2 separate regions of the Sus scrofa genome follow, and region 1 is linked to region 2. A link is a contact called in public Hi-C data. All regions are on one chromosome and are shown on one strand. The core of a region is the stretch at or near the end of the contact, and the rest is flanking DNA. Distances in the headings are between cores, read along the strand shown.

What was found. Hi-C and Micro-C count contacts between places; a contact is called where the count stands out from the background.
Region 1: a Hi-C map of skeletal muscle shows a contact between it and region 2, with 2.3 times the contacts expected there. The contact joins two enhancer-like sites. A contact is called at or near these places in 2 of 47 Hi-C or Micro-C datasets (epiblast stem cells and skeletal muscle) and 1 of 2 datasets of contacts at active chromatin or transcription factors (skeletal muscle).

What each region holds. Positions count from the first base shown.
Region 1 is chr10:11,113,262-11,117,786 of Sscrofa11.1, forward strand. The region is part of intron 5 of LOC110255736; the gene reads right to left. Among named protein-coding and RNA genes, the nearest start is that of TRNAT-UGU, 200 kb to the right of the region's middle. Within about 2 kb of position 2,325, at least 14 of the 83 cell types and tissues checked have an H3K27ac peak or open chromatin away from gene starts, as enhancers often do. A contact at or near this core is called in skeletal muscle, where this site is marked.
Region 2 is chr10:10,605,044-10,609,516 of Sscrofa11.1, forward strand. All of the region lies in intron 1 of LOC110255632 (a long non-coding RNA gene), which reads right to left. Among named protein-coding and RNA genes, the nearest start is that of DUSP10, 300 kb to the right of the region's middle. Within about 2 kb of position 2,013, at least 2 of the 83 cell types and tissues checked have an H3K27ac peak or open chromatin away from gene starts, as enhancers often do. A contact at or near this core is called in skeletal muscle, where this site is marked.

The sequences.
Region 1 (4,525 bases), core at 1,075-3,574, 510 kb after region 2:
CCTGAGTCTGATTTCTCAGGAGGATTGTAGGGATAATGGGAAATCATGTGTGTACAAAGCAGAACCCGCATCAACTATCACCTTATTCTTTTTTAACTTAACTTGCTTATATAGGAGTCCAGTCTGTTGGGACACTTGTGGATCCCTAAAGGCACATGTGGGACACGTGGTGTGGTGATGTAGAGCCTGAGGAAGATGCACATGGGGACACAGATGGCCTGGGGGCAGCATGGCACGTTACGCTGGACGCTGGAGCCACCAGCAAGGGAGCGCTTGATCGTGGAGGAAGAAAGTCTCTTGCATTCAAACTGGTCCTTAGAGGATTTCTCTTTTGGAGTCCCCACTGTGGCTCAACAGGTTGAGGGCCCGACACTGCGTCCGTGAGGATTCAGGTTCCATCCCTGGCCTCGCTCAGTGGGGTAAGGATTGGGTGTCCACAAGCTGCAGCGTAGATTGCAGCTGCAGCTCTAGATTCAACCCTTAGCCTGGGAACTTCACACGCTACAAGCGCAGCCATAAAAAAAAAAAAAATAACACAGCAATCTGACGGCAGTGGTTCTGGTCACTGTGGAGGTACGGGTTCTATTCCCTGCCTGGCACAGTGGGTTGAAGGATCTGGCATTACTACTGATCCTTTGGTGCGTCACCGCTGCAGCTCAGATTCAGTCCCTGACCTGGGAGTTTCCACATGCCCAGGATGTGACCAAAAAAAGATTCTTCTCTCTACTGGCCCATTTCAGGGTTAAGGACACAGGCTTCCCCAGATGCAAGCCCACGCCACCTCGTACTACCAGTGCAACCTTGGAGACGTTCCTCGCGTCTTTACACTCTTAGCGTCCAGCGCTGTACGATGCAGACATGAGATCACCTGCTTCACAATGTGGTTGTGAGGATGAGGCGAGACAGTTCACGTGACGCTCGTCTTTAGCGCATTGTCCCAAAGCAATAGCTCAAGAAACGCTGGCTGTGATGGGTGCTGTGAGAAGCGTGTTCCCGGAAGGGGACCCGTTGGTACAAAAGAGGAGGTACAGGAGGCTCGAGAGGCGTCTTATGGCCTGGTTCGACCGAGTCAAAGAGCATCTAGGGAGAAGGGCAGGCTCTCAGGTGTCCTCACGGAGGTGGTCTTTGCCTTCATTTGTGATACTTTCTAGATTTTCAGCAATGTACGCTGAATCCCCTCCACCCATTAAGTCATCTAAAGACAGGAGGTTCTGTCGTAGCCCCTGAGAGACTCCCAGCCTTCTGCTCTCGAGGAGACCATCTTCCATTCCTGTTTTCTGACCTCAGCAGGTCTTCAGGGTCACTGGACAATCCACGTCATGGTGACGAACCTCAAGGTTCGTGATGCCAGTGCCACCTCTCAGTCTGGTTAGAGGGGAGAGCGTGTTTGTAAACAGCTCTCTGGGCAGAAGCAGAGGCCGCCATCTCATTTATGTAACCTCTCGAGTCCAGCCTAGAAGGGGGCTTGATCACACTGGACCTGATGGCCACACTCTGCAGCACGAGGGCAGGGATGGGGCAGAGGGGATGCCAAGGCACAGGCGGGCCCCAGAGACACAGGTTCCTGAACAGGTCAGCACGTTTTTAGGGCAAGATCACCGTGAGCGCTCCTTACATGGGAGCGGCGGTGGCGAGGTGCTCAAGGCCCCTTTCACTGTCTGGGGTCTTTCCAGGCCGCACACTGGTACCCAAACCAGGAACCTCTTCTGTTCCTTTTTTTCTCCCAGAGAGATCCTGACATATTTGCCCAAAGAAATAAGAGTCCTCACCTCATTTAGGAAGAAGAACAATTATTTTATAGAGTGAGAATAATTACTCTGCATGCTGGTGTCAATAAAAAGCAGAAAGAAGAAGGAAAATAAGAGAAAGAGGAGATGAAAGGGGGCCACCCACAGGCAGTGAGCATTGTCGCCCCGTGAGTGCCCCAGACCCCCTGACTAGGGCTCGCGGTCTGAACCTATCCCCACACCGCCCAGTATCTAGAAGCACAGGACCTGAGCCTGAGCAAAGCCAGCAAGGCCTCCTGGGTCTCCACTGTCCCCAGCGGGTCCCCTCCTAGTTTGGTGGCCCTTCCTGTGTTGGCCTCCAGCCCCAGGCTCTGCCTCCCACCCCCCACCGGCCTCTACTGTGAAGGGCAGTGAACCAGGCCTCAGGAAAGACCCTACCCAGGGCCCACATCACAGTCTTGCTTTTTGGTTCATCTGGGCCATTTGGTGGCCCTGGCCCTCAGGGAGCATCGCAGGAGGACAAAGAGGGCCCAGCACCGGGCGGCTGAGGTGCCCAGGGCCCAGCTCCGCCAGGAGGAGGCCTGTCTGGCTGGACAGCTGATCTGGCTCATCCTCGGCCAGGAGGCTGGCCCGCCTGCTGGTCATATAGCTGTGACGTGCCTGTGCCTCTTTGCATCGCCTGCTTTATTTTCCAAGCTGTCAACAGGCCTCTGAAAAGGTTGCACACATGAGCAGAGGCCTGGGCGGCTCGGAGAAGGACAGAAGGAGCCACAGCCGAGGGCAGGGACAGCCGCCGCCCCCGCCATGGGAGACCCGCCAGGAAACCGTGGGCTTCCCGTTCGCGTGGGGTTTCTCCAATCACAGCAAAAGGAGCCAGACGTTTTTACACTGTGACCCCCTCGTGGTAGAGTTAGCAGGCAGGCTATAAACCCAGACGGACCACACACCAACCCAACTACATTGATCAGGTTTCTTAATAAAGCAAAAAGCTCAGAAGACTTGGGGAATAATTTTTTTTTTGACAGCGACAGAAGCCAGCAACAATCGGTTTACTGTTGTTACCCAGTTGCCAAGTGGGTGATTCCGTTAAAATAGGAGCTGCCTCACAATTGTTTACAGGAAAGCAAAGGGTTGCTATTGGCAAAGAGCCCTGCTTGTCTGACCCTAATTGTGGCTAAACATTTTTTTCCCAAGAGCATTCCAAGGATCTAAAAGCAGACCCACAGCCCCCCTGCCCTGCCACCCCCGCCAAGGCTGACATTGGCTCACACGTCCTGTTCCCCTTGATACCACTGGACACTGTCACACTGTGGTGACAAATGCTGGCCGGGCAGACAGAGGCCCTGCCTGAAGCTGGATGGCACACTGACTACTTTTCTAGGCCGATCAGTTGACTGGCCTCACACCCGAGCCCAAGACCATGGAAAGGCGAGTCTCCAAGTGGAAAGGGATCTTGAGGAACTACCTGGAGAAGAGCACACACCACACACACCACACATACACACACCACACATACACACATATCACATCACGCACACATACATCACACAACACACATACACATACCACACACCATACACACATCACACAAAACACACAACATACCACATGCACACACATCATACACATCACGCACACCAAACACACACACACACGTACACATATTTCCTTTTCAAAGGGAAACAGGCCCATCTGTAACAGAACCAGCTAGACTAGGGGAAGATGTCAAAACTTTGAGAGAAGTTGAGCCGTGGGAGCGGCCCAAGAAATAGCAACAACAACAACAAAAGACAAAAGACAAAAGACAAAAGACAAAAAGACAAAAAAAAAAAAAGAGAGAGAAGTTGCAAGTTTGGGTTTTTGTTTTTGTCTTTTTAGGGCCACACCCACAGCATATGGAGGTTCCCAGGCTAGGGGGTCCAATCGGAGCTAAAGCTGCTGGCCTACACCACAGCCACAGCCACAGCGATAGCCACGCAGGATCCAAGCTGTGTCTGAAACCTACACCACAGCTCGTGGCAATGCAGCCACAGCCTTGCAGGATCCAAGCGGCATCTGCAACCTATGCCACACTTTGTGGCAGTGCCGGATCCTTAACCCACTGAGAGAGGCCAGGGATCAAACCCACATCTTCATGATACTAGTTGGTTCTTAACCCCTTGAGCCACAATGGGAACTCCCACAAACAATTTTTTCTTTCTTTCTTTTTTTTTTTTTTTGGTCTTTTAGGGCCCCACCCATAGCATACGGAGGTTCCCAGGCCTAGGAGTCCAATCAGAGCTGTAGCTGCCAGCCTATACCACAGCCACAGCAATGCAGGATACGAACCATGTCTGCAGCCTACACCACAGCTTGCGGCAATGCCAGATCCTTAACCCACTGTGCGAGGCCAGGGATCGAACCTGTGTCCTCATGGATGCTAGTTGGGTTTGTTTCTGCTGAGCCACCACGGGAACTCCAAAGTTGAAAGTTTTGATTCCTGCATAGGACTGGACATTGTAAATGTGTCATTGCAACACGACACTATGTAGAAAAGCGGACCTATTACAAGCCTACAGCTCGATGAGTTTTCATAGAACACACCTATGTAACCAGCCTCAAGCTCAAGAAGCAGAGTCGCCAGCCCCAAATGGTAAGTGAGCAAAGAAGTGCATAAACAAATGAGGCATCGGAAATGCTAAGTGCTGTAAAGTGCAGCAGGTCAAGGTTGGTGGGGGGGGTCAGGGATGCCTCTGAGGGGACTGCGGAGTGGAATCTGAGGAGTGCGCCCCTCTGATTTGGGGGGTGGACGATCCAGG
Region 2 (4,473 bases), core at 763-3,262:
CCAAGTCTGAATTTAAATTTCTGTTTCCTCCGCCGCTGTCCTGCTAAGGCCTGATGGAGAAAATCATCTATTTCCCTCACTAGGTTCCTGCCACCGCTGGCAACCACCGGTCTGTTCTTCGTCTTTGTGAGCTACGTTTTTCTTTGTTTCTTCTTTGTTTGTTTTTGTTTTTGTTGCATCTCAGTCTCTCACTTGCCTCCTTCTGTACCTTTGATTAGCGACAATCTGGACTTTTTTTTTTTTTTTAATTCTTTTTTTTTTTTTTTTTTTTTTTTTTTTCCCCACTGTACAGCAAGGGGGTCAGGTTTTCCTTACATGTATACATTACAATTACAGTTTTTCCCCCACCCTTTGTTCTGTTGCAACATGAGTATCTAGACAGAGTTCTCAATGCTATTCAGCAGGATCTCCTTGTAAATCTATTCTAAGTTGTGTCTGATAAGCCCAAGCTCCTGATCCCTCCCACTCCCTCCCCCTCCCATCAGGCAGCCACAAGTCTTTTCTCCAAGTCCATGATTTTCTTTTCTGAGGAGATGTTCATTTGTGCTGGATATTAGATTCCAGTTATAAGTGATATCATATGGTATTTGTCTTTGTCTTTCTGGCTCATTTCACTCAGTATGAGATTCTCTAGTTCCATCCATGTTGCTGCAAATGGCATTATGTCATTCTTTTTTATGGCTGAGTAGTATTCCATTGTGTATATATACCACATCTTCTGAATCCAATCATCTGTCGATGGACATTTAGGTTGTTTCCATGTCCTGGCTATTGTGAATAGTGCTGCAATGAACATGCGGGTGCATGTGTCTCTTTTAAGTAGAGTTTTGTCCGGATAGATGCCCAAGAGTGGGATTGCGGGGTCATATGGAAGTTCTATGTATAGATTTCTAAGGTATCTCCAAACTGTTCTCCATAGTGGCTGTAGGGACTTTTTTTTTTAACTGTATCTTATTCACTCTTTTATTTCTTTAATACCTAAAACATTTTAGTTGTTACTCTTGGCTTGGTAATTTTAGAGTATATAATCTTTGTTAAAATGACAGAAGATCTCTATTATTTCTGTTGATTATTGTTTCAGTGTGATGTTTACTGTGTGGTGTAGTATTTTGTGGTTTTTTTTAATTTTAACAATGATTTTATATTCAGGGTAAGGTCTACTTGGCAATTCTGAATTCTTAGGAGAAACTTTTTTCCTCAGGTGATTATCTTTTTCCCTCTTTTACTGAAGATAAGCAACTCAAACGAGGCAAGACTCTTGGTTTTTCTCCTCTGCCGGGCTGATATATATATATATATATATATATATATATATTTTTTTTTTTTTTTTTTTTTTGTCTCTGTTACACTAGGGTCCTCACATTTCTGTAGCATCTCCCATTAGACTCTTCATCTCATTGTCTCCTAGTTTGTGTACCCCACCTGGCTATCAAAATGAAAACTCAAGCTCTCTAGAGTTCAATAGGGATTTTTCCGAGTTTCTGTTGTGGCTGTGTTCTGTCTCTGTGAGGATGTGGATTTGATCCCTGTCCTTGCTCAGGGGGTTAAGGATCTGTGTTGCTGCAAGCTACAGGATAGGTTGCAGATGCAGCTCAGATCTGGTGTTGCTGTGGCTATGGTGTCACCTGCAGCTCCGATTCAGCCACTAGCCAAGGAACTTCCATATGCTTCAGGTGCAGCCGTAAAAGGGGGAAAAAAGGAAGAAAATAGATATTTTTCTGAGAAAATGCAAGCTCACCACACTGGATCCATGCCTGCATTACACTTTTTGCTTCTGAGGATTCTTTACTAGCAGTTCAACAATTTATCTGAAAATATTTTAAAAAATTATATCCAGATTTTTTTTTTTTTTTCAAAAGGAGGGAGTTCCTGTCATGGCTCAGTGGTTAACTAATCTGACTAGGACCCATGAGGTTGCGGGTTCGATCCCTGGCCTCACTCAGTGGGTTGGGGATCCAGTGTTGCCGTGAGCTGTGGTGTAGGTCACAGATATGGCTCTGGCGTAGGGCCGGCAGCTATAGCTCTGATTAGACCCTTAGCTTAGAAACCTCCATATGCCCTGGGTGCGGCCCTGGAGAGGACTGGGGACAAAAAGAGAAAAAAAAAGGAGGACTATTCAGAACATCTAGTCTGTCAAATTGCTGCAAATGCAAGACTCTCGTTATTTCTTGGTATTTTTTTTTCACCCTTGGCTTTGAGATTGCACTAATTTTGCCCTCTCGCTCTTTTTTTCTTAGCTTTCGTCACTGGATCCTCTTTCCTCTGCTCATCTCCTAAGGTCAATGTCTCACGGTGTTCTATCTTTACCCTCTTCTAATCTTCTTGGACACTGTCCTGCTCAGGCCTTCGGCAGTCCTGCTCTGCACAGATGCCTCCCAAGTCATGCAGTGTCTAGCCAAGTCAATCTCTGGAGCTCTCGATCCTTGCATCTACAAGCCTGCTTTATTCAGCTTTACTCTTGGCATCATAAGTGCAATGTGTCCAAAGTTCACTTAATCACCCTCCCCTCACCTTCTTGTTTTAAAAAAATTTTTATTTGGGAAAATGACACCAACATCCATCCCGTTAACCAACAAAGAAACACGGGGACGCATCATAGACCTTCCCTCTCCCACCATCCTCCCTATGCAATTGATCACGAAGTCTGTTGATTCTACCACCTTAAGCCCTCCATCATAACTCCCACTCCCTAATTAATTAAAAGCTTCATCATTTCTCTCCCGGATTGATATAATAGCCTCCTAAATGTCTGCCATCAATCCACGGTCCTCACTGGAGTCAAAGTAATCTCCCTAAAACGCATATGTGATCATCTCACACCCTGCCCCTTCCCCTACCCCAAATTCATCAACGACTCTCTCTAGGGCGCAAGATAAAATTCACATTCCACGTTCATCTCTTTTAGTCCCTCTGAGCCCACACTGGAGACAAACTGAAATATTTGCAATCCCCCAGCTCACAGGCTCTCTACAGCTGTGTACTTTGCACCCACTATTTCCTGCCCTGTCTTCTTTGTCTGGCGTACATGTTTTTACTTCATAAACACAATGTACATGTCACTCCCCCAGAAACCCTCCAAGTTTACCACCTACTCCCCTCTGTTGAATATTTTTCCTCTGTTCCCTTGAGTCATTCATTCCAGAAACATGTATTGAGTCTGCATTATCTATGCCATCTCTCTCTCTATCACCATGGCCCTATCGTGGGCCTTTGGAAAGCAATACCAACCAAGAAGCCATCTGTACCACACGGCAGTGTAATAAAGGCAAGGGGAGCAGCGAGCTCAGGGAACGGGAACACGAACCAGCCTTGAAGGAACAGAGGGAGTTGTTCAGAACTTGATGCCATTGCTTCATCTTCTGCTCCCTGCCCTTGATGTTTCTCTGCCTCTAGCAGCCAGTCATTTACATAGGAAATAAATTAGCATATGGTTGGTTGTGAATTTTTTTTACTTTCATAAATTATTGTGGTTTAAATCCCCATCATTAACATCCTGGTTGTCAAGAAGCGCTGAGTAATTGTGTTCCTATGTTCCATCAGGGCTTTTCTAAGCCTGGGAAAATAACAGCATCTGACCCAACAGGACTTGCAAAGACCAAAGCCAAGAAACGAGGTGAATATATACTGAATGGTATTTTTAATGCACTCATTTTGTTTTATTCAAAAAAAGCACTCTGGAAGTGAATAAAAAATATGCACCGTTCAATGATGTTATCAAGGGAATGAGAGCCGGGGGGAAATAAGAAAAGGAATATCCTAAATCCAGAATAAGATTAGCACATGGAAGTAACAGAAAAAGGCAACAAGTTTGACTCCAAGCTTCTTAACAGCCAAAACAAAGAAAGATGGTGATTAGTCACAGTTCTCTGCAAGGAAAATAAAACAAACCACTTATTCGGAAAGAGCACAGTTTTATCGAAAACTGATTCCCCAGGAATTTCTCCCATGAACACATAAACTGCTGTGTGATGTGGTTAGACAACGGCCCTGGCAGGATCCCTTCAATAGCTCCAACCACAGACGCGATGAGCCGGTCGCACTGTAGTCTTTCTTGTGGGGAGCTGGCGTGACGCCAATGAACCCGTCGGTAAAAGCTGACCTCCAGGGAGTACATTTCAGTAAAGCTCATGAAAAATTCCAAGACTTCGGAATCAAACAGCTGAGAATTGAGTCCTCATTTAGTCAAACACAAAATGTGTGAACTTGATAGTGTTACTTCCTCTTCCTTAGATCATTTGTAAAAAAAAAAGAAAAACAAAAAAAAAAAAACAAAAAAACCCTGTGGATACTACTAACTTTTTGATCCTCCAGTTTGGTTAAAATTCAGAATATTTAACAACAAAAATCCACATCTATTAAACTCCTACTTTATGCCAGGCCTTGTTTTGAGCATTTTACATGGATGATTTAATCCTCAAAGCAGGTCCCTTACGTGAGAGCTCTTATTTCCATTAACCAGCTAGAAAGTGAAGA